Linked DNA regions of Mus musculus: all the other regions are linked to region 5. Evidence: chromatin contacts called from public promoter capture Hi-C data. All regions are on one chromosome and are shown on one strand. Each heading gives the region's core, a stretch centred on a gene start, on an enhancer-like site or on the middle of the called end of the contact. The rest is flanking DNA. Distances are from core to core; before and after follow the strand shown.

Region 1 (4,543 bases), core at 1,493-3,992, 2.8 Mb after region 5:
TTTCTCCAGTAAACCAACATATCCCAAGGATCCAGAGTATATGACGAGCATGCTTTTTTTTTTTTTTTTTTTTTTTTTTTTTTTTGGTTTTTCGAGACAGGGTTTCTCTGTATAGCCCTGGCTGTCCTGGAACTCACTTTGTAGACCAGGCTGGCCTTGAACTCAGAAATCCACCTGCCTCTGCCTCCCAAGTGCTTTAATCCCAAGTGGGATTAAAGGCATATGCCACCACGCCCAGCTTGACAAGCATGCTTTTAAAGCAGTCTGCTAGTCACTCCCCACCCCTAAGAAACAGAAGTCCTTCACTAAACTGTGTGAGAGAGTGAGAGAGCTAAACTGTGAAAGGTGGCATGGCTGTTATGCTGCTGCTGATGGGGTTGTTGACATTGTTGCTTTGGGTTTTTTTGTTTGTTTGCTTGCTTTTTTGGTTTCTTATTTGTTTTGTTTGTTTCTTTGCTTGTTTTGTTTTGAGACAGGGTTTCTCTGTGTACCCCCCTTGATGTCCTGGAACTCACTCTGTAGACCAGACTGCCCTTGAACCCACAGAGATCCATTCAATCTGTCTCTAAGAGTCATTTGTCTCTTTCCTTGCTGTTCATTAGTAGCCTGTCTCTGGGACTGAATGCCAGAGACAGATGGGCTGGATTCACATTCAAGTTCAGTCATGCTGGGCAAAATACTTCTGTGCTTCCTGAAAGCTGGAGCTAACAGAAAACTGTTAACTAGGGCTGTTGTGAGGACTATATAAACCAGTAGGCTCTTGGTAAGTCTTAGGTGAACACATGAGGCTCCCTTATGAAATGGACCTAGAAGTGACTCATCTCTTTGCAATGTTGAGAGTCAGGCGTATTGGTTCAGCTGTTCCAGCTGTATCTGCCTCTTCAAGCCCTTATCTTTTCTCACCAGAACTTTGCACAAACTCATGCAGTACTTGCCCAATAACACTGGTTCTGAACACCTGCCATGGGTCCAAAGAAGAGCGGGGAGAGCAAGAGGGGGTGCCGGGGTGAGGAGCCGTAAGAAAGTGCTGTTTAAGCTTAGGAAAACAAGACAAGCGTTAGCTGAGCAAAGGTGTTTTCCTGAAAGAATGAGGCAGCTTGTCATAAAGAGTTCACTTGAGTACTATAATGGCTATTCCTGGTTATCAACTTGACTATATCTGGAATGAACTACAATCAAAATTGGAGGACACACCCGTGATCCAGATGTTAAGGCTGGAAGACACAAGTTTCTGATCTGGATCACAATGAAAATCCCTTAATATAGAGAGACATTCCATAAGCTCTGTGACTCTAGAGGACGCTGATTAATACCAGTACCATCTCTTCTGTGTTTGCAACCTCCCTTAGATCAAAAGCCTTATTTGTTTGTTTATTGAGACAGGATCTCACTATGTAGCTCAGGTTGCCCAGGAATTCACTATGTAGACCAGTCTGGCAGGTCTGCCTCTGCTTCCCCAAATGCTAGAATTAAAGCCGTGTACCACTAGGCCTGGCTGCCTTTTACCCTTTCTATCTGTGCAGGAGTGTGTATCTGATGGAAGCTTGAGCGTGTGTAGCCATGTGCCACATGGGGTGGTCAAAGGATAACTTTCTTCCACTTTTTTGTTTGTTTGTGTTTACAGGATCTCATTGAGTAACCTTGGCTTGTTTGGAACTCTATGTTATCTAGGCTGGCCTCCAACTCCTATGTGCAACCCAGCTCTGCGGGGGATCTCTTCCCCTCAATGGAAGTCAGGGTACTTGGTCCTAATCTGAGGACTCCTCTGCCTCACATCTTCCCGAGTTTGGAAACAGGTCCTCATGCTGACAAACGCTTTACTCCCTGAACCCAAGTGCCTCATTTCAAAAGAAATCTTAGGGTCTAGGGTGTGGGGGGAGGGGGGAGACGGGGGGGGGGGGGAGGCGGGGGGAGGGGGCGGGTAGCTCAAAGGTAGTGCTTTGCATGTGAGACCTCCTGAGATTCATTCCCCAGAATTGCTAAGAAAATCACTGGAAACCTGACGCTCCTTGTTCTTTTCCACAGAAAATATCCTCTTTCCAAGGCCCTACCTCTCTAGGAGTCTTGCCGAATTCTCTCCCAAAGTAGGCTATCTCCAGTCCCACAGGGACTGAGAATGCATACCACACGAGCTGCAAGTAGGATGCTGCACATGGAACCCCAAGGCCTCAGGAGGTAGGGTCTCTCTACATATCTCTGGCTGTCCTGGAATTCACTATGTAGACCAGGCCTTCCTCTTGTCTCTGAGCGCCGGGACTGAGGTATGCGCCGGAACTCCCGGCCTGAAGTAGATTTTTAAAAGTGCATATAGGAATATGAGAAATTAAAAAAATAAGGAGCAGGAAGAGTGTCCTCACACCCAGCAGCCACCTCTAACTATCCCATGGCCTTAACGCAGCTGCAAACCGGTCGGATTCTTTGCGTTCAGGAATGGTGCCGGGCACAGGAACTTAGCTCCACCAGCAGGCACTGCACTAGTACGATATTCCTAGGGAAGCAAGCCGCTAAATGAATGGAAACAAACCGGAAGGCCGCTAGGCGGTCGGGGATGCTTGCGCTTCGGTGACCAATCAGCAAAGGTCTTGACACATGGCCCACCCTCAGGCCGTGCTCTTCACCAATGAACGAGGGCCGACTAGTTGACCTGTGTATGTCCTGTGACTGTCCACGAGTGGAGCTGCCAATAAAGTTCTTTTGTAGCTTTGAATTTTTTTTTTAAAGTGCCCACTGCGGTCACGGCGCAGTCCCCGCCCCGCCACTTCCGGTCTCGCCGCCGGGAGCCGGTGCGGCTGTGAAGGCCAGCGCGACTCAGTGCCGCTGCTCCGCCGGGCATGGTTTTGGGTGCCGGCTCGCCTCGCCTGACTCGCGGTGCTCAGGTAAGCTGGTCGCGCGGGCTGGACTGAGGCCGAGGCTCCTGTCGCCGAGCGCCAGGCCGGACCGCGAGGTCGGCGGCTGACGGGAAGCGCTGGGCGGGCAGCGAGCCCCGGCGGCTCTAGAGGGCCGGGCCGAGGCGGACCCCGTGCCGCCGCCCGCAAGGTCACGGTGCGGAGCTCGGGCCGTCCGGGAGGCCGAGGCCGAGGCCGCGGCGGGGAGGCCGCTGCCCCTGAAGGGAAGCGGGAGGTGGACGCGGCCCGCCACGGCGACGGCGGGGAGGAGGGGCGGCCGGCCCGCCTGGCCCGGTTCGGTCCCTGACCCGGTTCCGCGGCGTGTCACCCGGGGTGTGGCCTTCTCCTCGGCCGGCTCAGTTTCCTCCGTCTCCGGTGGGCATTGGACCCACTCCTCGGCGCTGCCGGTGGGTTGGAGTTGCTGGGGAAGGCTTCCCGGAGGGGCTCTTGGCCTGTGGGTAAAAATCTGCTCTCCTTAAGAACCTAGTCGGGCTTGGCGGTGAAGGGAAAGAGGGCATCCCAAGACCTGGTTATCAGATTGAACCGAAGGTTCCAGAAATGAGCAGGGTGGTGTTGAAAAACAGTGAGGTGGCTGGGCCTGGTGCCGAGGCTTCCTAGCTGTTTGGGCCGAATGTGGGGAGCTGGGCAGTAGGCAGAGTCATAGGAAATTAAGGATAGTGATTGTGGGGAGCTTCAGGAACAGAATTAACAGGAGTACCTGGACAAAATTAACTTGATATTCAGTACCCAAAATCAAAGATGAGCTCCAGAAGTGGTCAGTCAGTAAGCCTGGCAGGTTAGATACCCTTGGACACTCATGCTGTACGGTTTAAGTCCCGATCTGTTTCTTTCAGCTTGGAAGGTTAAACGGCCCTAGTGGCCCCTAGTTCTCTTAAATGGCTTAGATTGGAGCTGTCAGTGAGGAGTTAGCCTCACTGTGAGCCAACTGGCCCTGCATAGGTCACACCAGCCTGATTTCAGCACAGCACATAGGAATGCTGAATAAACATGACTTGATGAGACTGGTAAATAACAAGTTGCAGTCCTCTTTGGATGCCCTAAAAGTTGGTCCCACCCAGAGGAGGAACTAACTGGGCCAAATACAACTTGTGGAGTTGGAAACTGAGCATGCTGTTCAGAATAGCTGATCGGTTCCCAAAATACTGCCTTAGTCACAGTGTGATTTTCGAGCAAAGGGAAGTTTGGGTCAAAGTGGGGTTTTCCAGAGGTGGGACGTGTTGAGGAGGGAACGAGAATTCTGAGGCAGCTTCTACCCTTTTGATAGTTTGAGTAATTTTTTTTTTGTTTGATCCCTTTGTGGAGATTTAATTTTCTGATTGTGGGGACATTTCCAAATGGAGACTTTGGTTTATTCCCTCCCATGCTAGTGAAAGTGATACAGATGATAGAAAAATAGGTGGATACTCTAGTCTTACCTGCCTTAGAATATGCGTGTTGGGTTTTCTGTGGAGACACCACTCGTGTTGTTTTCTACTCTGCACAGTCTTTGCACAACATGTTCTATTGGAAAAGCCTACAGCTTACTGAAGATTACAAGCTAGGATCTACACCTCGAAGAGTAGAGCAGGGTACGCCCATCCTCTGCCTCCGATAAAGCCCAGTGTAGAAGAGCAGTGGAGAGCATTAAGAGAGCCGGT
Region 2 (4,371 bases), core at 1,687-4,186, 2.6 Mb after region 5:
CACACATCACACACACACACAAACCTAAGTTGTCTGTTTCAAGTGGTTTAAAGCTCTGTTCACTCAACATTGCAAAATTAATTGGCTGTAAATTAAAATACAGGTGACCAAAGTCACTCTTATGTTACCTGTGTTTCTTCAGGGCTGGCAAAAATGCCTACCACATAGTAGCTGCTCAGCACACACCTAAGCAATGAATGGATGCATGGAGCAGGTGGATGTGTGAGTGAGTGAATAGATCTAGGGGTAGGCAGATGGGTGATATGCAGAAACTTGATGGACGAATGCATAGGTGCAGAGATGGAGGTGAGTGGATGAGTGTGTAAGGATGAGTGTGTAAATCAATAGGTGGATAATAGGTAGATGAGTGGATGGATGGATTAATCAGTTGACTGAAGGGTGGACAGGCAGGAAGAACACTTTATCCAGCATCTGTGTTTTTGAAATATCTGATGAGAGAGAGAGAGAGAGCCTCCAGGAATGGTATGTGCAGCCTCCTCCCAGAAACTCCACCCTTTGAGCCTAAGGGCATGGCCAGAGTTCAGAATCCTGACTAGGGACCAGGAGGGACACTCCCAAGGGCCATCCATCAACTCCACGGCAAACAGGTCACATCTTTTCCTCAGTGAAGCTCTAGCCCTGTGCCCTACCACCAGAGTCATTGCTGCTCTCCTCCGCAGTAGCCTGCCTGGTGCCACCTCTGCCACCCTAGCCCCTCCATCATCCAACAGCAGAGAGTACAGGTCCCACCCTCGCAGAGCCTCACTCCCTGTCTCCCTTGATTGGACCAACCTTGACTTTTGATGGCCTGTAAATACGTATACCTGTGTTATCAGCAGCTCAGCTTTCTCACTGGGTCATCACGACCACCCTGAAGCTGGATTGCCTTTGGTGAGCTTGCCGTAGTCACTGAAGCCAGCGAGGGAACAGCAGGTGCTCACTATCTCCTGAATGAACCCGGAAGCGGCTCCACAGATTCTAACTGGATCTATGTGTCTTCTGCCCCTGGGGCTCCCATGCCAGTCACACCCTGACGCATGTTGGAAACGTGCCTGGTGTGCTTTCAGAAAGGGAGGCAGGGCTGTTGGCAGGCACTGAAGGACCTTCACGGGTCACCCTGGGGCCAACCCATACATGGCACAAACAAAGCTGTCAAGAGTGCAGCTGCCAGGGCCCTCCAGAGAAGAACAGAGTGGGTAAGTTCTCTGAGCCCACCTGCTCCCAAACAAAGATATCTGCCAAAGCTGAGCAGGAAGTCTGAGGGCCTGGGCATCATCACCAAAGGCCCAGCAGCTTTCCAAGGCAAAGACGTGAAATTCGGGGCTGAAACATGATGGGTTTTTATGCTTGTTAGGACCCCGGGAGGCACCAGCTCGGCCCAGCACTGATGGTGGCAGGATATGCCTCAGGGGTGGTACAGGGGAACTCTGCCTTTGCACCTCCAAAACAACACCAATAGTTGTTGTAAGCCTATAATCCCAGCACTTGGGATGCTTAAGCAGGGGGCTGCCACAAGTTTCAAGCCTTTCTGGGCTACAGAGTAAGACCCTATCTCTAATAACAACAAAACAGCAGCAACAATAACAACAACAATACCTCAGCTTTGATGTAATCTCACACTCTGCCCTAATGGTCATAGCATCAAACACAGTGTCCACGTGCCTGCGTCAGATTTCTACAATTATCTCGCTTTGATAGTTCATTCCCCTATCACTGAATTTTTTTCCTGCTATTAATTATTTTTCTCTGTAATAGATAAGACCACGGCAGATGTGCTCGTGTTGCTTTCTGAGTGACTGTGTGTTGCAAGTTTCCAATAGCAGCCAGGCAGAAGCCTCGACTTGGAGGGAAAGTTGGAGATGTGGTACCTGCCCCCTCTTCTAGAATTTGGATCTTTCTGAAGGCAGTGGTTGCAATTGGGAGTCTCTTCCCATCCTGACTGGGTCCTTCTTCAGCAGTCACAAGCCTGCCTCTCTTCCACCTAAGAAAACACATTCAGGGAAGGAGGAAACCCCAGGAAGCTGCACCCCTTCCTCTTCACCCAGATCCTCCAAGCTGTCCATTCCAGACACCGAACTTCAGAACAACATGGCATTTGACAGCAAGCTGCAGAAGAGAGTTTTTGGAAGAGTCTGCCAAGCTCTCTGCTATTGCTGGAGCCTCTGCAGCCATCTGAAAAGGCTTCCTTACAAGGCACCCACTCACTCACACTCGCCTTTTATGTTCAAAACCCTTAACTGGAACTTTCTGCAAGGAAAATTCAATGTGACCCAAACAAGAACACTATAGGTGCTGAACAAACTCAAGGCGTCTACTGTTTCAGATTCGCCTCTGATTCAGGTCCTGAGAACACAGGGACACACATCTGTATGCACACACACTCACAGCAGACACACACACACACACACATGCTCACAGCACACACACACATACACACACACACACATACACACACACTCACACATGCTCACAGCACACACACACACACACACACACACACACACACACACACACACGCAGCACAACACAATCTAAAAAGGACTCACCTGTTCACTTTAGAAGAGTGCTACAGACCACCATCCCACAGGGCCGCAGGCACCCCTCTCTTCCCCTGGCTGTGCTTCCCCTGGGTGCTGTATGACTCGTCAGGGTCCTGCCAGGGGCGGGGTGGGCAGAGCAGTGCACACTGACTACCAGCAGCCGAGCAAATGAAGTGAGCAGGCCCCCTGCTCCCACCAAGGCCCCAGCCGGCAGGACTCTTCCTGTAAACTCCGGTGCAAAGTCCCCACATGATCATGTGATCAGCTGGGTCAGAGTAAGCTAGAAGTCACACTTGGTGGCTCTCTGCCTCCTCACCGAGCTGCAGCCCTGAATTTCAGCCCTTTCCAGGTCTCACCTGTACCAGAAAGCATCACAGACTTAGAGAACAGCTCTTCTGTTACAGGAGCGAGCGAGCTCACTTCTTAATTTATGTAAACATCTCCAGTTTGAGGCCGCATGCCAGATGGGCAGGGCCGGGGCCAGAGCCTGGGATGGGTGTGCCTTGGAGCAGGTAATTGCCTGGGCAGGGCTGGAGGATCCCCAGAAGGAGAAACTCTAGGCTGAAGAAAGATGGAAATCAGTTCTCCTGTGCTCAGCCACAAGTCCCAGGCAATCGCGTGTTCTCTCTGTGCTCACAACTCACCTGGATTACCAGCTTGTGTTCCCAATGGGGAACTCAGCACCGTTTAAGTGGGGGAGGGGGCAGCTGTCGTGGATTCCCAAGAGGCTTTCCAATGCACCCTGAAGAACCTGTTTCTCTGCAGAGGCCACTGGCCTTCTTCTTGTCACCCTGTCCTCCAGGACGCACACCCTGTCCACACGTCTGGGTGCCCCCACAGCCTTGAAGACCAAGAACCTCATTCTGTTTCTGAACAGGACCCTGATTCCCTGTGCCTAGATTGGCATCCAAGGTGTGGCACCCAGCACCGCTTCTATCCTCCTTGTAGTGGGTAGAGATGTGTGGGCGTGGCCTTTTCGGTTTACACTGGAAATGGTACTGGTACAAAGGTCTCCGGAGTTCAAGGGGACACTGAGATGGGTTGTTGCGGGGGGGGGGGGTTATCAAAGGGGTTTATAAAGAGTTATTAACCCCATGGACAGACAGACAACAGCTCGGGAGCTGTAAGGAGAGGTCAAGTCTCAGAGCTGCAGGGTAACAGGTAGCTCAGTTCGACTGTTGAACATCAGACTGTTGAAACAGCGAGCCCAAAGGAGTGGGCATTCTCCTAGCAATCTTGTACTGGGGAGTACACTGCCTGGGAAGAGATTGCATGCATTTCTAACAGCTTGTCGGACTACCTTACAATGAGACTGAAGTTCTCATGTTGTTATAATGACGGATCCGTGGTGGGCGGGACCACACGTTGTCTGAGACTGATCAGAATAGAGGTGCTTATCCTTGGCCCTCTATTTAAACTCTAATCTCGATTCAGTACCCTGAAGACAGACTTGTGGGTGGCTGGACCTGCCCTTGCAACACATGCACAAGGAGCAATGGAAAGAGCTTTATATGTGCCGAATGTATTAAGTCAACTTACATAAAAACAGTAACAAACGCTGAATCCCACTGAAAGAGTGAGACTCTAGAAGCCGTTTGGTCTGTGAGGCTGGCTGCCTCACCAGTGAGATACAATCCCACTGTAACTGTCTCCCTCTAGAGGGGCAAACAACCCAGTATTTGCTCAGTTCATGAGGCTGGGGACCTCTGCAGTCTCAGGGGAATTGGGGGGTGTTGCAAAACTAGTTGGTTTCTGGAGAACTGTTGGTGTCTAGTCCACATCAGAAGGCTGGAAACACTGGTTCTGACATCAGTGGAGGAATAGCTGCAAG
Region 3 (4,629 bases), core at 199-2,698, 2.4 Mb before region 5:
ACTGGTAGGACGTATGTTCCTGCTTCTGACCTGGATTTTAGACAAATAGTCATAGATGCATATACATGTACACACCTTACACCTATAGACCAACACCAGAGCACGCCAGCATCCCATGTCCACTTCTAGATCAGTGGCTCTCAACCTTCCTAACTCTGCAAGCCTTTAATACAGGGCCTCAAGTTGTGGTGACTCCCAACCAAAAAGTTAGTCTCATTGCTACTCCATAGCTATCACTCTGCTAGTATTGTGCATCATAATGTAACTGGCTTTTCTGAAGGGGTCACAAGGGACGGGTTGCTCTAGACTTGTTCTAGATTCTGGCCCATGGGGAACAACAGCCTCACATGACATCAGGTGGTACCCAAATGCAACAAGTGTTTGTGGAAAGGATGATCTTGATCCATTTGGAGGAAGTATTGGAGGCTGAAGAGAAGTGGTAGAGGAGGTCCCCTGGGTGATGGTTAATTCTAATTATCAAGGAAACACAACCCAGAATCACCTGGGGAGAGAGTCTCAAAAGGGGACAGTCTAGGTCAGCTTGCCCCGTGAGCAGGTCTGGGAATGGCCAGGATTATCTTGATCACCTTAACTGATGAGGGAAGACCCAGCCTGAAGGGTGTGACACCCTTCATTGGTGTGATTGTACAAAAATATTCCTATCTCTTCACTCATGGGTGTGGGTGTGTTGTGGCCAGCTGTCTGGAAGCTCCTGCCTCTGTGACTTCCCTGCAGTGATGGCTACAACCAGGAACTGTGAGCTAAAATAAGCCCTTTCTTCTCTTCCCTAAACTGTTTGGTGTTAAGGTATTTTTATCACAGCGACAGAGTTGAAGCTAGGATGTTATGCTTCCCATCTCTCTCCCGTTCTCACTCACTCTTCTGCTCCAACTGGGCTCCAAAGCTTACACCACTGGAAAAGCAGGCCCTGACGCCAAACCCTGTAGGACTACTCCGAAATAGCTCCAGAAGTTAGAAATGGTGGTACAGACTGTAATCCTAAACTGAAGCTAAAGGGTCTCCAGATTCTAGGCTAGGATGGTGAGATCGTGTCTCAGGAGAAAGAAAGAAAAAAAAAATCTGAGAGATGGTTTACCGATTAAGAGCACTGACTGCTTTTGCAGAGGACCTGGATTGGGTTCCCAGTACCCATGTAGTTGATTATAAACATTCACAACTCCAGATCCAGGAGATCAGACGCTGGTACTAGTGCAGATGCATTTAAGCAAAATATCCATACACATAAAACAAATAAAACGCATAAACAAACAAAACCATCTTACCCTAAGAGGGTACATTAGTCAGGTTAATAATGTCCACTCATCCTCAGTCCCCCACAAGAGCCTGTACTTTCTAGATGTCCTAAATGCTTAGTAGTCCTAAACTACTGAGTGTGTTACTGGGTATCTAAATGAACGAATGAGTGAATGATAAATTCAGTGCGGCGGGACAGGAGTGCGCAGGGGGTCTGGGCGGCTCGGCCCTCGGGGGCGTGTCGGCCGAGGCAGCGGCGGAGCTCCCAGCTCGGCGCAGGAGGCGGCGGCCAGCATGGAGAGCGAGCTGGAGGCGCTGGCCCCGCGGCCCGCGAGCCCGGCGGAGCCACCCTTCCAGGCGTTGGTGGAGGCGGCGGGTGGCCGCGGGCAGGTGCTGCTGGTGGGCGAGCTGTGGGAGCGCGAGCAGAGCCGCGCGCTGCTGAGGGACTTCGCCGGTGCCGTGTTCCCGCCGGAGTCCGCGCCGGGCAAGCCGGGCTGCGCAGAGGCCGAGAGCGCGGGCACCGCGGCGGCCACCGAGTCGCACGGGGCTCCGGGGGCGAAGGCGGAGCGAGCCATTCGCTCGCCGCTCGTTTTCGTGCTGTGCCGCGTCGGATCGCTGACCTCCCGGGAGTCGCGGCGCCGCCTGCGGGAGATGCTGCGGGACGTGCGCGACCGGAGGTGTGAGGGCGCCGCGCTGGTCGGAGTGCTGGTGGCCGACACGGGTGCGGATGACGCGAGGGCGCCCGAACTGCAGCTGCTCGAGACGCTGCTGCGCACGGTGTTCGGCCGCCAGGTCGGGGGCCCGGTGCAAGCAGCAGCCTTTCGTCCCGGCTGTCCCGCCTCCAGCCTGGCGGTCCAGGAGGCGGCCTGCAGAGCCCTGCAAGCTGCGGGGCCGGGACGACCAGGTGAGGCTGCGTGTGGGGTCAGGCTGGGCACTGGGGAAGGCGTCCCTTTAGACCGGTTGAACCCGTTTAGGCCACCCAACTCTGTTGAGGTAAACTGAGGCCCGGTGCTGGGAGGTCCCCAGCACAAGGCTTCTCAGCCTAAGGTGGACATGCTCTGGACATGGAATTGAGTCTGTCTGGCCAGATCCTGACTGCACATGAGATCGGGGGTGGGGTATCTGAGGGTACAACTGGTGGGAAGTGGGTAAGAAGTAGAGTTGAACTGCTCTAAACAACAACAATGTAGGAGTTGGAAACTGGGATAGAAGATGCAAAAATTTGGGTGGTGTGCGTGGGAAGAACTGAGTCTGGGGGGCGGGGTGACTGTAGCTTTAGGACAAGTTTGTCCTGGTAGGATTGTCCTCAGAGCTTTAGGAGAGGGGGAGCTATACAGGAGGCTCGGTGTGGAAGGGAGGAAGGCAATCGAAGTTCCTGGCAAAAACACAGAATAGGTGCCAGGGACGTATCCGGAAGGGTGTGAGGGACCGAGACCGTGACGACCTCAGTTATTCCTGGTAGCCACCGATCGCTGGCTGCTTCCGCCAGGTTTTCCTTCCACGCTCTATTCTAAAGTGTAGAGATGGTGTGAGCGCTTTTAGTCGGAGACTGCTCCGTCATGGGATCAGACGTCCCAAGGCAGCGTGTTTTGCTGCAAAGTACTGGGATTAAAAAGAAGGTCCTAAGTGGAGCCCTGACAAACGCTAGGAAAGCTTTCCACCGCTCAACTCACTTCCGTTTGACCTTTGACTGTAGTAAGCTTTTGAACTAAAGAGTGGCTGTGTGAGGTGTTCTGGCTGTGTGAGGTGTTCTGGGGCATTAGCCTGCCACTGGGAGATGTCAGACCTTTCACACCAGGAGACGTTGTCTGATATTATAAATGTCACACTTGCACCTGCTGGCTAGGCCACAGTAGTTCTCTGGCGGTTCCCTCCCCTCCCGCCAACCTTCCTTTGGTGGAGGCTGACCGACCTCCAGGATCCTGAAAGATTAGGCAGATAAGTACCCCACGTGCATTCCTGTTCTGAGAATCATTCATTGGCTTCCTTACCTGGCTTTGAGGGAAAGAAGGTAATTTACACAAATTCTCCCCAGACTAATGAGCTAGTGCCTAGAAAATTCTTTAAGCCTTCCTTCTCTTGAGAGGCCCTCACACCCTGGCACCCAAGATGGATGACCAAATCCTTGGTTTAAAATAACCCCTTCCACTCTGGAAAATGGGACCTTTGCAGACGCATCATCCTCTATTATATTAAACACTTGCTTACTCTTATAAAGCACTCTCTGAGAAAAACAAAACCTTTTACTAATGAATTTTACTAATTCAAGTTCATGAATTAACTATAACTTCTTGTTGCAGCTTTGGCTGCAAGGAAACAAAAGTGACCCATGCCTTTAATCCCAGTAGTCAGTACAGAGGCCAGCCTGATCTACATAGTGAGTTTGAGGCCAGCCAGGGCTACACAATGAGACCCTGTCTCTAAAACAAAACACCCCCCCCAAAAAAGCATTTAATTTCTTGGTGTTCAGAAATAGTCTGAAGCAAGGTGTGACAATTTGCATCTGTAATCCCCAGTATTCAGGAGGTTGAGATAGGAGGATGGAAAGTTCAAGGCCATCCTAGGGTACGTAGTGAGATCCTGTTTCAAAAGCAAATGAACAGATGGGTGAATAAAGAAATGAAGAGGTGAGGAAGGAAGCAAGGAGGGAGTGTGAACTAAAAATGGAATGATATCACTGCCCTGTGAGAGTTTTCTCTAGTGGTATGCAATTGTGGTTGATTTGATGTCATTCTGTTGCTATGGTTTCCCTAGCCTGTGCACATAACAGAAATCTGCAAGGCTGATGTGAGATAAGCAGACAGATGAAACCAGGACAGGAGAAAGCTGAGGTTCGTGGGTTGCTGAGGGAAGTCCTTTGGCTTGGGAAGCAGGCACTAACTGACCTCTGCCTTGCGGATTTGTTCTCTTTCTTTCTAGCAGAAGGTGCCTGGGAAAGACCTGCCCGCACTGGCCTACTGACTTGCTTCTCCTGGGGTCCTCGGAGGCAGAGGAAGAACCGAGGTGTCACCTCCTCTCAAGGCCCAGCTCAAGGTAAGCACCTTGGCTGCCTGGATCCTGAGTGAATTCAGGGACCTTAATGACATCAGATGAACATCCTTGGAGCACTGTCTCCAAATTGAGACTAGCATGAGCCTTCAGGGTGTCAAGCAGGGCTCAAGCTGAGTCAGGCCGAGTGTGCCTGCCCTAGTAGTTCTCCAACCTGGTGAAAACATGAAGAGAACTATAGTACAGGAATTTCACATGCATGGGGCGGGGGGACAGGCAGGCCAGTGTTCTCTGAGGAGCCATGGAATGTTAAGGAGCTAGAGGCATTTGAAGTGGGATACAGGAGTTCCCATAGGCAGACACAGGGGCTCAGAAAGTATCCTGAGT
Region 4 (5,026 bases), core at 1,413-3,912, 3.0 Mb after region 5:
CCACAAAGTGAGCAGGAAGAGGGACAGCCACCAGCATAACACACAGAGACTGGAGCACACCAGACACTCAAGAGATCCTCCTGTCATGCAGGGGATGGCCACAAGGCACCCCAAGAATCATATCCCAGAATCCCTAGGAAAACAAGGACTCGGACATCTGAAGCTAGTGAGGACTTCTAGTTAGAATATAGAGTGCTCCACAGCACATAAAGCCTACAGGAGCATCCAGATCCCTCAGGAGAGCCCCCAGACCCTCCAGGAGCACTCAGAGCCTGAGGGAGCACTTAGATCCCTCAGATCCCTCCGACCCCTCAGGAGAGCACTCAGATCCTACGGGAGCACCCAGAGCCTTCAGGAGCACTTAGAGTCTGAGAGTACTTGAGCCCCCATGTCTCAGTGTTCTAATGCTGTGAAGAGACACCAGGACCAAATCAATATTTTTTAATGATTTACTTACTTATTTAATGTATATGAGTATACTGTAGCTGTCTTCAAACACACCAGAAGAAGGCATCAGATCCCCTTACAGATGGTTGTGAGCCACCATGTGGTTGCTGAGAATGGAACTCAGGAGAGAACAGCCAGTCCTCATAACTGCTGAGCCATCTCTCCAGCCACAACCAAGGCAATTCTTACAGAAAAAGGCACTTAATTGGGGGATTGCTTCTGGTTTAAGAGGTGCTGGGGCTTATCTGAGCTACATCCTGAGCTGCAGGCCAGAAAGACTGGGCCCAGCATGGGCTTTGAAACCTCAAGTCCACCCTACAAGGCAGCACCTCCTAATCCTTCTAATCCTTTCAAACAGTTCTATTCCCGATGACTAAGCATTCTAATATATGGGCCTATGGCAGCCATTGTTACTTAGACCACCACACCCTAGGAGCACTCAGAGCCCATAGGAGCACTCAAGGCCTACAGAGCTGCTGACTGCAAGACATGGTACCTGGGCCTGGATATGCCTTGGTTTGGGGACTCCTTGATTCTCCCAAGGTCTATCCCTCATTTTCCTCCTTTGTATGTTAGGGACAGTCACGTGATCCGAGTACTGATGGTCCATCCACGTTCAAGGCATACATAGCTAACGACACCACTGCTAGCTGCAGGTACTCTTGAGGCCGCACAGCCAGTCAGCCTCAGGCAGGCTCCCACTGTCTTTGAGTAAAGGGAAGATTTCATGCCCATGACCTCATCAGCCTACAGCCTTCCTTTGAAGAAAGAGGGACACGGAGAAAGCTTGGCTCATTGAACTGCCGGGAAGCTGGGTCAAGGCCATGACATGAGGTCCCAGGAATGAGGATTAGATTTCTGCCATGCAAGAAGGCACAGGGAGGTCACTCGCTGCTCTCCTGCCGGGCCCGACTCACTCAGAATGTTCACTCAGACCCAGGCACCACCACACTCAAGGGTCCCACTTCTGAATCAGAGATGCCACTCCTTTGAGGCTGTGGACCCTATGCTTAGCGCCCTGTGAGCTTTGCCATGCACTCCTGTCCTCCTGAGGACCTTGCTTTCAAACAGGACCCTGCAAACATGCGGGAACCTTTCCTGAATGGCTAGAGCTCTGGGGCTATGCGCCTGAACTGGACCGCGTCATTACCTTGAGCTAGGGTCCAGGAAGCCATGCCAGTACCAGAACTATTTGGATCTGGGCCCTCTGGAAGAACCCATGACATCACTAGGACAGTCCGTTGTTTGGGAAAATAACTACTTTCACATGGCAACAGATCTGGTTGTCAGCGCTCCAGCTGGGGCCCTCACTGTGAACAGAGCAGGGTCACTTGATATCTTAGGGTCATGCTTCCCAAATCAAGTCCCTTCTTTGGACTCCCTCTTCTAGCCTTTAAGGGCACCTGGACGCACACAATTTAAGATTAAAACAAATCAAGCAAGCAAGCAAACAAAGGAAAAAACAAAAAACAAAACAAAACAAAACAAAACAAAAAAAGAAACAAAGAAACCCAGGTGTGCTGCTTTATCTACAGCCAATGTAATGACAGCAGCTCAAGGCAGCTAGGCCTGCCTCTCTGGAGGAGAACCACCCAGAAAAGGCCTCCTCGCAGTTCATCCTTTAGGATTTGCCACATCTGTCCTGGTTGAATGCTCCGTGGTGGGCAGTGGGCAGCAGTCTGAGCTCCATCTGCCTGGCTTAGGACATCAGAGGGATCCGACCTTTCAGCCAGACTGGGTCAGTTCTCTGTAGCTGCTAGTAGCAGACTCCGTAGCTGGAGCCTGAGAGGTGCCAGCTGTGCAGATACATCCGGGGTGGGGAAGAGCAGGGAAACCTTAAAAGTGCTCCAGGTTCCCCAGCTTGAAAAGGAGGAGCCATAAGGGCTGCCATATTCTCAGGTACTCAACTTGTCATTAAGGCCTGGAACCATGAGAAAAGAAGAGACCCGGGGCGGGGGGAGGTCCTAAGAAGACGTGCAGAATGGTGCAGTGGGTGTCCTTAGAGAAAGGGGGGGGTGTCTTAGAAAGCCTCGGGTGCAGGGCTAGGAGAAGAGAAGCTAACCCTGGGCTACAGGCAGCAAAGTGGAGGCGTGCACGGACCGGATCGGGCGCCCGCCTCCTCAGGGTCCCCTGTGCCTGCAGAGCGTGCCCTAGCCGCGAGGGGGCGACGGCAGCGAGGGCGGCGCGCGCGAGGCGGGGGATTCAAGCGCGTTATAAGGCGCCGACCTGACCAGCCGTGCTCTTTACTGCCGCCGCCGCCGCCAGCATGGCCTCGACCCGCCGCCCCGTCGGAGCTCGCACGCTGCTCGCCTGCGCCAGCCTACTCGCCGCCATGGGCCTCGGTGTCCCTGAGTCCGCGGAGCCCGTGGGGACTCATGCACGCCCGCAGCCGCCCGGGGCCGAGCTGCCCGCCCCGCCAGCCAACAGCCCGCCGGTAAGACGCAGCCGCGCCCCACATCTTCCTGTCCCGGGGGGCCCTAAGACGGTGGGGAAGGTGGCACCCCTTGCTGCGCAGTGTCCAACACTGGGGATACGTCGCTCTCAGGGGCTCTGTGAGACCCAGGGTTGGGTGGATGCGTCCTCTGTACCGTGGCTTTGGCGGCAGAACTCCACTAGGCCAGTAGGAGAGATTGGGAAAGGTGTGAAATGCAGTTAACTTGCTCCTCGTGAAACTGGAAGACTGGTGAGAGAGCGGGGCTCCCAGATCTAGTTCCTTTTTGTTAGGTGACTGCGTCTGGGAAAGGAGTGATGTAACCAGGCTCTGCCTGCGATCCCTCCCAAGATCTCCACCTGAACTGCTGGGGTGGAGACGCAGGCTGGGGAGGGTGTGGCTAGAGGCCTGGGGAGGGTGGATTGGTAGCCTTCATTGGAGCTGGTCAGTCCTGTTGGTGAGAGTTCAGGGAAGAATTTCAGGGTCTAGTTGATCGCTCATGCTGTGGGCCAGGCACAAGGAAACCCCAGGCCAGCGCGCTCTTCAGTTCTCAGCACCCCAGGGGCCAACAAAACATCCACTAAGACAGCTGGAGATGGTTACAATACCTCCCTCTGCAAGGCATCCCTGGGTCCTTCCACCATCCCATTTCTGCCTCCTTTGGTGGGAGTAAACATGTCCTTGTTGTCTGAAGCCTCCCCCTGACCCCCAGCCATCAGCCTTCAAAACTTTCATGAGGTCCAGACATAGTCACCAGGAAGTGGGGAGTAGGCTGGACCTTCCCAGTGGAATGTTGGCCTTGAACCCTCTTTGGGAGGGGCAAGGTGTCACCAGTTCCCTGATAGCTGGAACCCAGCTCCCACTCCAACTCCTGGGGCCCCTGACCAACATGGCTCCATGTATTTTCGGTGCTGCCCTCAAGTTGACAGTGGTGCGAGTCTGTACACAGGCCACCGGTCCCCTGGAAGGGTCAGTACACCTGTTCTGACCTATAATGGAAGCACTGCACTGTGAGTGTCCACTGAGGGCATCAGACAGCAAGAAGCATAGAAGCCTCCATCATCCTGACACAGCAGCCTGGCCTGTGACCCACAAGACCCCGGTTTGGGTAGTTTTGAGATCCTGGGTCTTTCTGTCAGACACTGGAGTCTGTGCCCTTGACTTCTTCTAAGGCCTCTTGAATGGTTCATTCCTTTCCTAGCTGGTAGCCCTACATGGAACCCAGACCATTAGAGGCCTATTAACTGTCCTATTTGCCAAAGGCCTCTGCCAGGAAACAAGGCCACTCTCAGAGCTTGAATCCTTGGGCCAGTGTTTTAGAAAGCTGAGAAAAGTAAAGGCCTAGCTAGAGTCATGACATCCGGCTCCTCTGCCCCACTGCTCCCCATGCCCTGTGACCACAGTGGCCCTGAGGCTGGTCTCCCTGACACTTCTGACTGTGGGGAGGGACAAAATGACCTGTTGTCACCCAGTATTCATATATTCATAGTCACCTCCTAAGCAACTGTGGGTTCCAGTGACTGTCAAAGGACGGTGACACTCAAGGAAAAGCAAGAAGATACATCCCAGAGCACCTGCTTTGGAGCCCCACTCCTACCTTCCTGCAGCCTGGGCTCCCTCCTCCATGGGCTGGGGATGGGTCGGACACTACCTCTGAAAACACAAGTGACAAGGGCAAGATGCTACCAAGCAAACCTACTGTGGCCATCTGTGTTCCAGGAACCCACCATTGCGCATGCACACAGTGTGGATCCCCGGGATGCTTGGATGCTGTTCGTCAAGCAGAGTGACAAGGGGATCAACAGTAAGAGGAGGAGCAAAGCCAGGAGGCTGAAGGTGAGCAGCTTGGGCCCACCACCTCCCCGAGCCCCTAGTACCCTTTCCAACAGCAGAAGCCATGGAAAGAAACAAGGATCAAGTATGAAGCTGGCGTCCAGCAAGTCAGGAGTTAGGAGCCCTCAGGATGCCAGGTCCTCCCCAGATTTCCCTTCATGGCCAGAGGGAGAAGCTCACCCAACATATGCTAAGGAGTTGGGTTGGCTTCGGGCTGCTGGAATGGTACAGGATGGGAGCCTCTCAGTATGGCCCTGGCTTGGGCAGGAAGCTGGCACTTGGACCTGATGACTGACTCCTGCATTGAGTTCCTCC
Region 5 (5,054 bases), core at 380-2,879:
GGAGAGAGAAAGAGAGGTGGGAGAAGGGTTTGTCAAATAAAGGCAACTGGTCCTCTCTCTGGAGTCTCTGTTGGGTCCTTCTGGGTGGGTCTGGAAGGTACACATTTTCAGTGAAAGTCCTAGGTGGTGCTGAAGCTATCTGGGGTCTTTGCATGATGCCTATTCTGATGGCACCACTGACGTTTCCAGAACCCAGAAATACTGAGATGAGGACAGAAAGCAGACTCTTAGTGACGGAGCTCAGTTTAGCAATCGTGATGCTATAAGAAATCAGAAGGCAGCTGTGAAGTTCGTGGTTTAGGGATCAGTTGAAGATTCCATTTTTACATTTGTTCTAAATTTAGTGATCCCACCCCAGTGCAAATAATATGATGGGGAGGATGAGAAAGAGGAAATGACCTTGGAAAGTAATGCATCTTCATTTACGATGCAGCCATAGCCCATCGGTTCTTGCTCAGTGTGTTCCCAGGTACTCCTGTTAAATGGTCTGTGATGTACTTTATATAAATTTCCAGGGACTGTGTGCAGGGCTATACAATGCTTCACTTACTGCCACCCAATTTTGAATACTTTGACCGAGTATTTGGGGGCTGGAATAGCAGAAAATCACTGGGATGATGGAGGCACACATTTCTGCAAACCGGAGGAAGAACAAGAAATCACCATAGCATGAGCGTGACTGGATGGCTTATATTTAATCTTCTGGGTTTACAAGACATGATGGAATTCTGCAGGGGCATTTTAAAAGTCATTGCTTTCTAGCTTCCATCAGAGCCCACCCTGCACGCCTGGTGCTAACACTTAATTATAGCCAAGAGAATCTGAGAAATGCAGTGGTCCCCCCCTCCCTCACCCCAGCAAACGTCAAGCAAAATCAATAGCTCAGTGCTGGCAACAGGATGCTGTTGTTCCCTTCATCTCCTCCGCTCATCTGCAATTGCTTTTATTACTGCAGTTCATTTAATGAGTCCAGAGCGTTTGGAGCCAGATGGTGACATTAGTTCAATCTGGAAGACTCTAATGGAATTGAGTTCAAACCAGGTTAAAAGTAACGGAATTACAAATTCCAGTGGTCATTGTCTTGTGGTATTACGCTCTGGGTACTTGTTATACACCAGAAGTTAGCGCCAGCTTCAAATGAAAGACCTGAAAGACAGTTGAGTGAGACCTGGTGCACTCATACACTCACTCATCCGCTGCATGCTTCATTACTCTCCCTATCACAAACACGGCCATTGTGGTTTCTGAACCATGGCCTCTGTAGTGGAGGTGGCAGGCAGAGCTAAGCCAACAGGAAAATCACTCCGCGTGAGTGCAGTCTCTAGGAAGGGAGGACTCTGGCATTGAGAGGTGGAGGGTGAAGGATTTTGAGGACCTGGGAAAGGACTAGATGCACAAGCTTTAAAGTCACCGTTTTGTTGAGTCCACAATTATGTCCCCTCCCCCAAAGAACAAAATGCAAAGAGAGAAGATAAACATTATACAGGGAGACCCAAGCCTCTCTGAATGTCTCCTGCTGTGGGATAAAGTCCCTCGGAGAGGTCCAAACTTCAAAAGTGGCCTCAGTCTGGAATTTTTCCACAGGAAAAGTCAGCAGTAAATATTGACACCGGAATCAATCATCTCTACTGAGGTTCCAGATTGCTCCAGCCAGCCAGGGCAGCTAGGTCACAGGTGACAAGAATAAGACAGCCACCCTCTGAAAGAGCTGTCATCCAGAAGCCTGGAGAGAGGCCGTCTCCCTGACTCTGGGTCGCCATCCTCTCAGTATGGAGCAGGCAATGCTGAAGACGCTGGCTTTGTTGGTGCTGGGCATGCACTACTGGTGTGCCACAGGTAAAGGACACATGCCACCGCTGGCCACCTGCCCTAGGTGATCACAGCCCTCTCGGTGCCTCATCTCTCTCTCACTGTGGCCTGTGTGTTTGCTGTCTAGGTTTCCCGGTGTACGACTACGACCCTTCCTCTCTGCAGGAAGCTCTCAGTGCCTCAGTGGCAAAGGTGAACTCGCAGTCCCTGAGTCCTTACCTGTTTCGGGCGACCCGGAGCTCCTTGAAGAGAGTAAGTGAATGGAGATACCTCCCTGAGCCATTTTTTTACCACCCCCGCCCCCGTCTTGACTTCACCTACTTTGTTGAGTAGATTATTCTTCTGTTTACAATGATCACAGTCTGTCCTCTTCCATGCTGACTTTTTGGACTGAGAAGAGATTTAATTACATTTTGTTGTTGTTGTTGTCCCGAGGCTGTCAAAGCTTCCTGGGACATCTGATTCTTCCCTCTGTGTTTTCCCTCTGACCTCGGCTTTTCTCTGTGTGTGTCCTGGTTTGGGGTGAAGATCCCAGAAGTCCTTGTGATGCTGTTTGATTGGGAGGTGCTGCCTAATGAGAAAGAGACTCTCTCCCCACTCAGCATTGGGCTACCAGTGTTTATAGGAAAGAAACGCTGGCTTCTGAGTCCATGAAACCCACCCACTCTGGTGGACTTGATAGTGCTGTTTCCCGATCACCTAGAGAACTTGGGAAAGAGACATTATCTCGGGCTTGCTGTGACTCACTGTGGCCAAAGTGAGGGGGAAGCAGAACAGGATCATAGAGAGGCCTTTCTCCTTCCTGCTCCCTGAGGAGTCTCTCTGTCTTCTTATAGGCTTAACTGGGCTAACAGGGAGGTAGGGACAGACATGAAGAAGAAATAGGACTGACAAGCTCATGGAGACATGAGTAGAGCCTTGTGGTCAGCAGCCACTACCTCCACACAGAGGCCACATGGCCGCTCCTACTGGCTGCTCCCTTTTCCACCCTATTCTAGGCTACCACCTCTTACTTACACTCAGCTACTCCTCTCATACTCAGCTGCTCCTCTCACACTCAGCTGCTCCTCTGCTCCTCAACAGCATACACACTTCATTCTCCCAGCTCAACTGCATGTAAAACATGTCCCTTTGGTCCCCTTTTGCAGACACTGGTTCCAAGTTTTCTTTCTCCCAAATGCAAAGCAAATTTCATTGCTTTGGTTGCCTTTTCTAGCTGGATAACTGGGTTGTGAAGGTGTAGACTGAGCTAGAGTGAGCTGCCAGCCCCACCCAGCACCTGACTGTCAGGGTTCACACTGAGCACGCTGGTGGGGAGGCACTTAGAGGCAGGTGTAGGCAGCTGCTAGCCAAAGGTCAAGCTGCTTCTAGAAGAAAGCCTCATCAGAATGACGCTGCCTCTCCCTCCCACCCTGCTCATGCCAGCACCTAGGCCACATTCCGTTGGCACCGAATGCAATCTTCTTAGAATGTTGTAGAACCCATAGCTCCTTGCCAAACTTGCAGATCTATAGTTTACATCATTTTTAATTTAGCCATTGCTCACTACAGAACGAAACAGTTCATTGAATAGGAGCACAAGGACAGATTCAGAGAGAAGTAACCTGGGACACTGTGGACAGGTAACCAGTGAGCCACGGCCGACACAACATAATCTGACATGTGGCCATCTTGGTATAGTCATATGGGCCTGATCCCGGGCACCTAAAGATTAGCCACTCACAGATGTGATCCTAGCAGATGCTTAGTGTGGCACTTAGCTGTCTCTGTGTTGCCCACCCCATGCCTGCCTGTTCCTGAGCCACTTTTGCTCTTCCCCATCATTTGAGTCCCCATGGTCTTTCCTTGAGCTCTGCATTCCACAATGTCACAGGAAACAACTGCAAAGTTACGGAACAGAGATGGCCTTTACGCTACATCCCGCTATTCTGTTTCTCCTCTGTGTGAGACAGACCCCCTCACTAGTTGGGATGGCCTTTTGTCTCTGCAACCCCTTACAGCCCCACCAGGGAACAAAGATACTGACAGAAGGAACAGCAAGGCAGTAAAGTGTGGTGGGCTTCTTTTTGGCCACTTGCGGTCAAATGAGAGGAGAGATGATTAGCATAAAGATGGTGTTTGTAATCTGAAGAGAAGCAGAATATAAGATTCTGGAACTCTAGCCCTCTAGCCTGATCATGGGAAGAATTAAAAACTGAGTCTGAGAGAGAATGTTTAAGGTCTGGTCAATGGCTGTAGGCAACAGAAATTACTGTGGGTGCAAAGAAGTGTGGGTTGGTGCTTCATTCGGTAATGGCTTCCCACAACCGACAAGACCATGATTTGTCTGACATTCCCCCATCTCTCCCACATTGCAGTAAATGGCTCTCTCTCTCCTCACACTTCTCTGACAACAGGGGCCAGACTTTGTCCTGGAACACTGGGCTCTGCTTTTTCCTCAGACAATAAGCCCTCATCCTCTGAGTCTCTGTTTACATTTTTCCTCTTCTGGAAGGTTCCACTGAATCTTTTATAACTCAGCTACTCCCTCCCTAACTCAGCTACTCCCTCCTTTCTCTCCCATGTCCTCGTGCTGGCTGCCATTCTTCAGCATGAACTACCCGAATGGTCTTCTTTCATTTTCTGTCAAGCATCTACAGGGAAGTACCTGCTGGAATCACAGCTGCCTGATATCTTTTCTGCTCTGTCTCAGGTGCCCAGTGCACAGTGAAGGGCTTGGTATATCACAGCATCCCCTGTCCTCAGACCACCCAGGTTTTTTCAGGAACTTTGAAAGGTTCCCCAGGATGCCACCCTTGGTGGAAAGAATTAGAAAATGATGTAGATTCAATCATAGGTCAATATGTTCAACCAGGAGATGGCTTATAGCTCATTTTCTTGTTGGTAGACATGTGTGATGCCTTCGTTTAGAAAATGTCACTACAGGTCCAAAACAGATTCTTGCTGTTTTGTGAGACTGAACTTGCAAAGACTAAGATCATGGCTCCTGGGAAAGATTTAGAGTGAGGTTCCCAAGAGTCTTGGGGCACAATACTTTCATTGACACATTCAACATATAGCCTTGATTTTGTGAGTTCTTCCTTATTGGTACCTAATATAATATACATTGTAGACTCATTACCAGTGAACTCACTACCCACAGGCCTGGGATTCCCCCCCCCCCTGCAAAGAACTCTTATTGAATGCATGTATTTTCTACATAAGGCACATCAAAGTCTCTTACTCTTGATGCCAGGGGGCTTCTG

Evidence for each region. Promoter capture Hi-C pulls out the DNA fragments that hold promoters and counts their contacts.
Region 1: a contact with region 5 is called in a promoter capture Hi-C map of liver, with 7 times the contacts expected there. The contact joins the promoter of Ube2f here to the promoter of Spp2 in region 5. A contact is called at or near these places in 2 of 39 promoter capture datasets (both in liver).
Region 2: a contact with region 5 is called in a promoter capture Hi-C map of liver, with 6 times the contacts expected there. The contact joins the promoter of Rab17 here to the promoter of Spp2 in region 5. A contact is called at or near these places in 3 of 39 promoter capture datasets (hippocampal neurons and liver) and 1 of 9 other capture datasets (liver).
Region 3: a promoter capture Hi-C map of liver shows a contact between it and region 5, with 4 times the contacts expected there. The contact joins the promoter of 2810459M11Rik here to the promoter of Spp2 in region 5. A contact is called at or near these places in 2 of 39 promoter capture datasets (liver and pre-B cells).
Region 4: a promoter capture Hi-C map of liver shows a contact between it and region 5, with 6 times the contacts expected there. The contact joins the promoter of Erfe here to the promoter of Spp2 in region 5. A contact is called at or near these places in 3 of 39 promoter capture datasets (hippocampal neurons and liver).

Annotation. Positions count from the first base shown.
Region 1 is chr1:91,247,562-91,252,104 of GRCm38.p6, forward strand. It overlaps Ube2f (ubiquitin-conjugating enzyme E2F (putative)), which reads left to right and starts at 2,743. Exons shown (of 10, transcript NM_026454.4): 1 at 2,743-2,876.
Region 2 is chr1:90,966,684-90,971,054 of GRCm38.p6, forward strand. Rab17 (RAB17, member RAS oncogene family) reads right to left here and starts at 2,937. Exons shown (of 6, transcript NM_008998.4): 1 at 2,547-2,937.
Region 3 is chr1:86,044,415-86,049,043 of GRCm38.p6, forward strand. 2810459M11Rik (RIKEN cDNA 2810459M11 gene) reads left to right here and starts at 1,449. Exons shown (of 3, transcript NM_001144993.1): 1 at 1,449-2,158; 2 at 4,177-4,287. The coding sequence starts at 1,549.
Region 4 is chr1:91,363,768-91,368,793 of GRCm38.p6, forward strand. It overlaps Erfe (erythroferrone), which reads left to right and starts at 2,663. Exons shown (of 8, transcript NM_173395.2): 1 at 2,663-2,881; 2 at 4,598-4,714. The coding sequence starts at 2,714.
Region 5 is chr1:88,405,381-88,410,434 of GRCm38.p6, forward strand. It overlaps Spp2 (secreted phosphoprotein 2), which reads left to right and starts at 1,630. Exons shown (of 8, transcript NM_029269.3): 1 at 1,630-1,836; 2 at 1,937-2,061. The coding sequence starts at 1,770.